Linked DNA regions of Salmo salar: region 2 is linked to region 1. Evidence: chromatin contacts called from public Hi-C data. All regions are on one chromosome and are shown on one strand. The core of a region is the stretch at or near the end of the contact, and the rest is flanking DNA. Distances in the headings are between cores, read along the strand shown.

Region 1 (2,889 bases), core at 173-2,672:
ACCAAGTGGGAAGTTGGTATTTACCACATACGACTGACACCCCAAATTGAACGCCCCTCCTACTGGTAATTACTAGTGGGAAACTCGTCAATCATCCCTGAGCTCCACATGCTGACTTTACATTGTCAGGAAATTACCTTGAGAACAGAATTTTTGGCAGGTTAAATCAAACATTATTTATAAAAAGCAATATATTAATACGTTTTATGAGCATATAATACGTTTACAAGCATGACAGCTGTACTTTTAGTTGATGGTTGACACAGATTGTTGGCCATTAGCAAATCTGAGTTTATTAATGAGTCAAAGCACTTGAATGCATCCAACAGAGGGTTATCCAAGAAGCAGGTTTGAGGAGCTGGCGAGGTAACTTTGGTCAACTGAGTTCAACTCGTGATACCCGGCCATAAGAAAGTGGCTCACCTTTTAGCCAGGTAAACAAACCTGCTCCAGGGCAGGCTAACTCATTGCTAACTCCACTTACCCTGAATGAAATGACAGAGCTGTGAGTTGAGGAGCAATTAAATCAGATTCCCTCCCTCTTGCAAAGATTGCATCATCATTAAATATAGTTTTTGCCTTGGCAGCAACTAATGGGGATCATACTAAATACAAAGATGGCACCAGCGATAAGTAATAAAATAAAGACAGTGCTTCTAAATGCCTATTTCACACCATAGCCTGCTGAACTTGCAAGATAACTTTTCTTTCATTTGTATTTAGGCACAAATGAAAATGTGGCACTGACTCACCCAAGAATTGATATTTTAGCATTGTCTCAATGAAGAGTTCGGCATGTACAGGCAGTTACAAGCCTGCTAGAGTTAGCGGCAGGCGGAGGTGCAATATCCACCGTCGTAGTATGGATGAATCCTGAGCTGGAATGTAAAGCTAACTGAAATTAGTTAAATAAAGGTTACATTTTTTTAAAGTAGATCTAACTTGCTTTACGACGTCACAACTGGTAATTACCACCTTCCCACTTGGTTATGAATGCAGCATTACAGCCCGGCCTCAAAACATCGTTAGGATGGCATCGTCGACAGAACTGGCAACCAAAGAAGATTTCGATGAAGAGACAATTTCTCACCATGATCCTGGTTGAATCCCGCGTACAGTAGTCCGTTCCCATGTGCGTTTGATGGTAGTAAATTCATTATTTCGATCAGATAATCTCAGTCGTACGTTAGTCAAATTTCCACAGAATGCTAGCTAGCTACCATTTTTCCTGTGCCAGACAGCCAGTTAGGAAAAACAACACAGCTCTTGGTTCATCCAGGACGCTCAAAAGAGCACCGAGTGATCGAGTGTGAGTTTCATCAAAGATGGTGGATAAATGAAGATAGTTCAATCAGGCCGTTTACCGTTGTCTGCTTAAGGGGATGGCACACCCATAGACACCAATGCGATAGCAGTCAGCTTTCAGAGGTTCTCAAAGTTGGGAGAGGTCCGTGGAGGTACTGCAGGGGTCCGCAGCCATATCTCAAAATATGTTTTACATTTCTATTTTTTTTATTAATAATACTAACAACAGATTAAACTACTTTGGCCAAGGGATCCATGGAATAAGTAAAGTGTGTAATAAAGACTCACAGTGGAGGTGTCATAATTCCCATAAAATCTAGTGGTCAAACAGGAAAATGGTTTCAATCGTTTTTCCACCATTCATTTTTCCCATAGGGGATTGTAGAAACACTTAAAATAAGGGCAGTGTTTTGTGTAGGCTTACCCTGGTGTGACGTTTTGATAACTGAGCAAACCTCTGTTGGACAAGGTAACCTTTATGAATATATTTGCCTGTAATTACCCACAAAAATGAAATGCTAATTAGATGCTAATGTGGCTATCATACACAAGTACTACACATCCTGTCGCAAGCTTTGATGTAATCACTCAAAGCCCAAGGTGGGAAAATCCTCCACACAGAGGCTTTGCTAGAGCTGTGGGATAAGGTAAGCCCTGTTTGCTAGCTGCTAACAAGCTATTTTGGTTAGGTCAAAGATCTGTGGTTAACTAGATGCTTTTAAAAATTATCAAGATATCCCCTGACTAGTTATGTGTACAACACACGTTACCATCCTTACAAGTAAAAAGAAAATCAGCGTAGGCTAGCATAATTGCCTTTTTAATTTTGACAAATCCTTTGTGAGTTAGCCAGCTAGTTAATGTTAGTTCAAGGTTTGTGTAGTCATACTTTTTTATGAGGTCAAATCAAATAAAGTTTGTCACGTGCACCGAATACAACAGGTGTTGACCTTACAGTGAAATGCTTACTTACAGGCTCTAACCAATAGTGCAAAAAAGGTATTAGGTGAACAATAGGTAAGTAAAGAAATGAAAAGACAGTGAAAAACAGTAGCGAGGCAATAAAAGTAGCAAGGCAACATACAGACACTGGTTAGTCAGGCTGATTGAGGTAGTATGTAGATATGGTTAAAGTCACTATGCATATATGATGAACAGAGAGTAGCAGTAGCGTAAAGAGGGGGTGGCGGGACACAATGCAGATAGCCCGGTTAGCCAATGTGCGGTAGCACTCATTGGTCGAGCCAATTGAGGTCATATGTACATGAATGTATAGTTAAAGTGACTGTGCATAAATGATAAACAGAGAGTAGCAGCAGTGTAAAAGAGGGGTTGTGTGGTGCACACAATGCAAATAGTCCGGGTAGCCATTTGATTACCTGTTCAGGAGTCTTATGGCTTGGGGGTTAAAACGGTTGAGAAGCCTTTTTGTCCTAGACTTGGCACTCTAGTACCGCTTGCCAGGATATAGCTAGCTAGTTAGGCACCTTTGTTAGCTAGTTGGCTACATTAGTTAGGGTGCAATGTTAGCTAGCTAACACTATCTCACGTGGTGTCGTTGGACTTCCCTGACTGGTGGCGACA
Region 2 (3,033 bases), core at 37-2,536, 37 kb before region 1:
CTATTTTATATGATTGAAAATGTTGCTTTGGTGATATTAAGCAGAGCATTTCTAATCACCTACCATTTTTGGGGGGCATTTGGGATTGTCATCTGAAAGAGAGAAAAAAAGACAAGTATTTCACTTCAGCCTAACAGTGTGCCAAAGACAACATACCTCTACATCCTGTGCCATAAAGGCCCAGCTTGCTTATAATGGCCATAGGACACTTAGTCATTGTGTTTAGCTGAACTGCAATTTGTAAATGTGTCAGGCATGCCTTACTAATTCATCTCTGGAGGCTAGTTACACAGAATCAAGGCTGCAGTTGACATGTCACTCGGGTGTTGAAATGCCTCTATTGTTCCCCTGGGGTTAAGTTTCCAGTTCACACCAAGCATGTGTATACCGCAGAGTCTTTCCAATATCCGGTGCCAACAACCACTGAATGAAGTGCTAACACACTGCGGCAAGAGAACTTAACACCGTGTTGCACGTCCGTGTTAACAAAGAAAGCTGGGATTCAGTTCTACCTGACTACAGACAGCCCATCACTCTGCCAACAGTTGACACTTCTGTGGCCCTCTGGTGTCCCCTGTGGTGATGCCGTTTCATTGATCCATGCCAAGCACCTGGCTTATGCTTTACTGCATTATAAACACAATTTATGGTTCTGAATAATATTAACAAATAAGGGGTTAATTATTCCACACTATAAAATACTTTGTTCAGTCTTTTTCCATGTTTGGCCCTCAGAGAAAGTAGACTTTAGTGACACCACATGCACTACTCTATATATATATTATAAACACTAGATGGCAGTGTTGTCTCTAAAACAGACAAGTTGCTGCAATGAACAACATCTAGCTGCTTGCTTGCACCTGATGACCCTTCCTTCACTTGCGCAGAACTGAAAGAGCATCAAACGTTCTGCTTTCACGCCTTTGTTTTCAAATCAGTGCAAAGGAAGTAGGGGATTATAAACAGCAACTACTTTAGTAGACTATTGAGATGCATGCACCCCCAAGCTATCTAGTCTTGATCACAGCAGTGCAGAGACAATTATGGAGAAATGTGAACAGTGAGCTGTCATTATTCATGAACAAGTACCAGTCTCTGCACACACATATACCCGTGTACAAATATTTTCAGTGACATAAAAAGGGCAAACTGACTCGACTCCACATCATGTTTATCTAGAGATTTCTAAAGGTGAAATTCAAAAGAAGGTAGTCAGCTGGTTTCCCCAACTTGTACATTTCAGTAAAACGTTCAGACAGATTTGATCTTGAATGCAACTCCACTATGTGATGATGTCATCGATAAACGAACGCGCATACATGCCACATGGAATGTTCTCTATGCGCCACGCTTGTTCATGTTGCAATCATAGAGTTAAGCACCGGACATTCAACGATGACACCTTGTCACGTTGGCCATTTACACGTCTTGTGAATTAATAGGCTATTAAATATGGACTATCGAAGTTAATTTCTAATATCCACACCTTTGTATTTGACCTCCATAACATTTCGAGTCGCCTGGAGCATTGTGGGTACTACGATTTGTAAACTAAAAGGCTGCTCGGCTGCATAGAAGACACGGCAGGATCGACTGTCGGCAGGATGGACTGTTTGAATTTGAATCATGTGACCCAACAACAGAATCCCCCGTTCCAAGAAGGAGCACTTTGATCAGGACCTACCTCACCCCATTCAACTTTACCAAACCCAAACTGGGAAAAACGGGGAAGGGTTGAGTTGTGTGTTCAAAATCCACCGCTGTCCATTAAATATGTCACCAGTCACTTCAAGCCGCATCACGGCACACCCACAGAACGGAATTCTACAGCTGCACCATTGAGAATATCTTGACTGGCTGCATCACTGCTTGGTATTGCAACTGCTTGGCATCCGACCGCAAGGCGCTACAGAGGGTACTGCGTGCGGCCCAGTACATCACTGGGGCCAAGCCTCCTGCCATCCAGAACCTCTATACCAGGCAGTGTCAGAGGAAGGCCCTAAAGATTGTCAAAGACTCCAGCTACCCAAGTCAGAGACGGTTCTCTCTGCTACCGCATGGCAAGCGGTACTGATGCACCAAATCTGAAACCAACAGGACCCTGAACAGCTTCTACCACCAAGCTATAAGACTGCTAAATAGTTAGTTAAATAGTTAACCAATAGGCTAGGCTGAAACACCTGCATTTTGGAGCTGACTTACCCAAGAAAGCAAAACAGAGACCAAGTTTGTATGCAGCTTTGTTAACTCAATGATTTTTATATATTTTTTACATTGTTTAAAAAATATGTTATTGTTTTTTGTTTTTTTTGCTAAAAAGGTGGGGCTCAAAACAGGTGGGGCTCTGCCCCCACCTGCCCTGAATGACGGGTTGCCACTGGGAAGTACAAAAGCCATTGATGGAGCACATGGTCTGAACAGACTAAGATTAATATAGGAGTCACACCAGAGGAAATAGCTGTCACTCCGGGGGACATAATCCATTAATACACTATTAGAATTTCCTTTTACGGCTTATTTATCGTCAAATAACACTCATGATACCTATTTGTATTATTTAGCAATTTTCCAATAACCCCGGCTGACCTCACTCCGAGTGAGATGCAGTCGACCCGTCTTCCGATGGTATTTCTGTGCGGGGCATGGCACGCCTAGGCAGTGCCATGGTGTCAGAGACATGTTGTGTTTGCCAAACCTAGTCATTGGCTCCATAGTGTGGTATACTGCTTTACCAACTCTCAAACAGAACACCTCTTGCAGGGCGTCTCGGCTCCTGCAGCTTCAACTGGAGGTAGGTCGGTGCCGCCCACTGGGGGTCTGTGCCCCTGCGCCTCGCTGTGCAGCCAGGTTAACCGCAATGTTGTTGGGGGCTACCTGGTTGATCCTCCTAGTAGTATATGCTTGACTCAAAGATTAGGCCATGCAAGTCTAAGTACAATTGACTAGTACAGTGAAACTGTGAATGGCTCATCAGTTATGGTTCCTTGATCGCTCCAATGTTACCTAAATAACTGTGGCAATTTTAGAGCTAAT

The links. A called contact is a pair of places that touch in the nucleus more often than the background predicts.
Region 2: a Hi-C map of gill shows a contact between it and region 1, with 4 times the contacts expected there. The contact joins the enhancer-like site here to the promoter of wdr45b in region 1. A contact is called at or near these places in 2 of 3 Hi-C or Micro-C datasets (blood and gill).

The regions. Positions count from the first base shown.
Region 1 is chrssa28:11,788,468-11,791,356 of Ssal_v3.1, reverse strand. wdr45b (WD repeat domain 45B) reads right to left here and starts at 1,422. Exons shown (of 10, transcript XM_014179516.2): 1 at 1,091-1,422. The coding sequence starts at 1,157.
Region 2 is chrssa28:11,824,939-11,827,971 of Ssal_v3.1, reverse strand. No RefSeq gene overlaps it. Among protein-coding and RNA genes, the nearest start is that of LOC106589480, 4.1 kb to the right of the region's middle. Within about 2 kb of position 1,286, at least 11 of the 13 cell types and tissues checked have an H3K27ac peak or open chromatin away from gene starts, as enhancers often do. A contact at or near this core is called in gill, where this site is marked.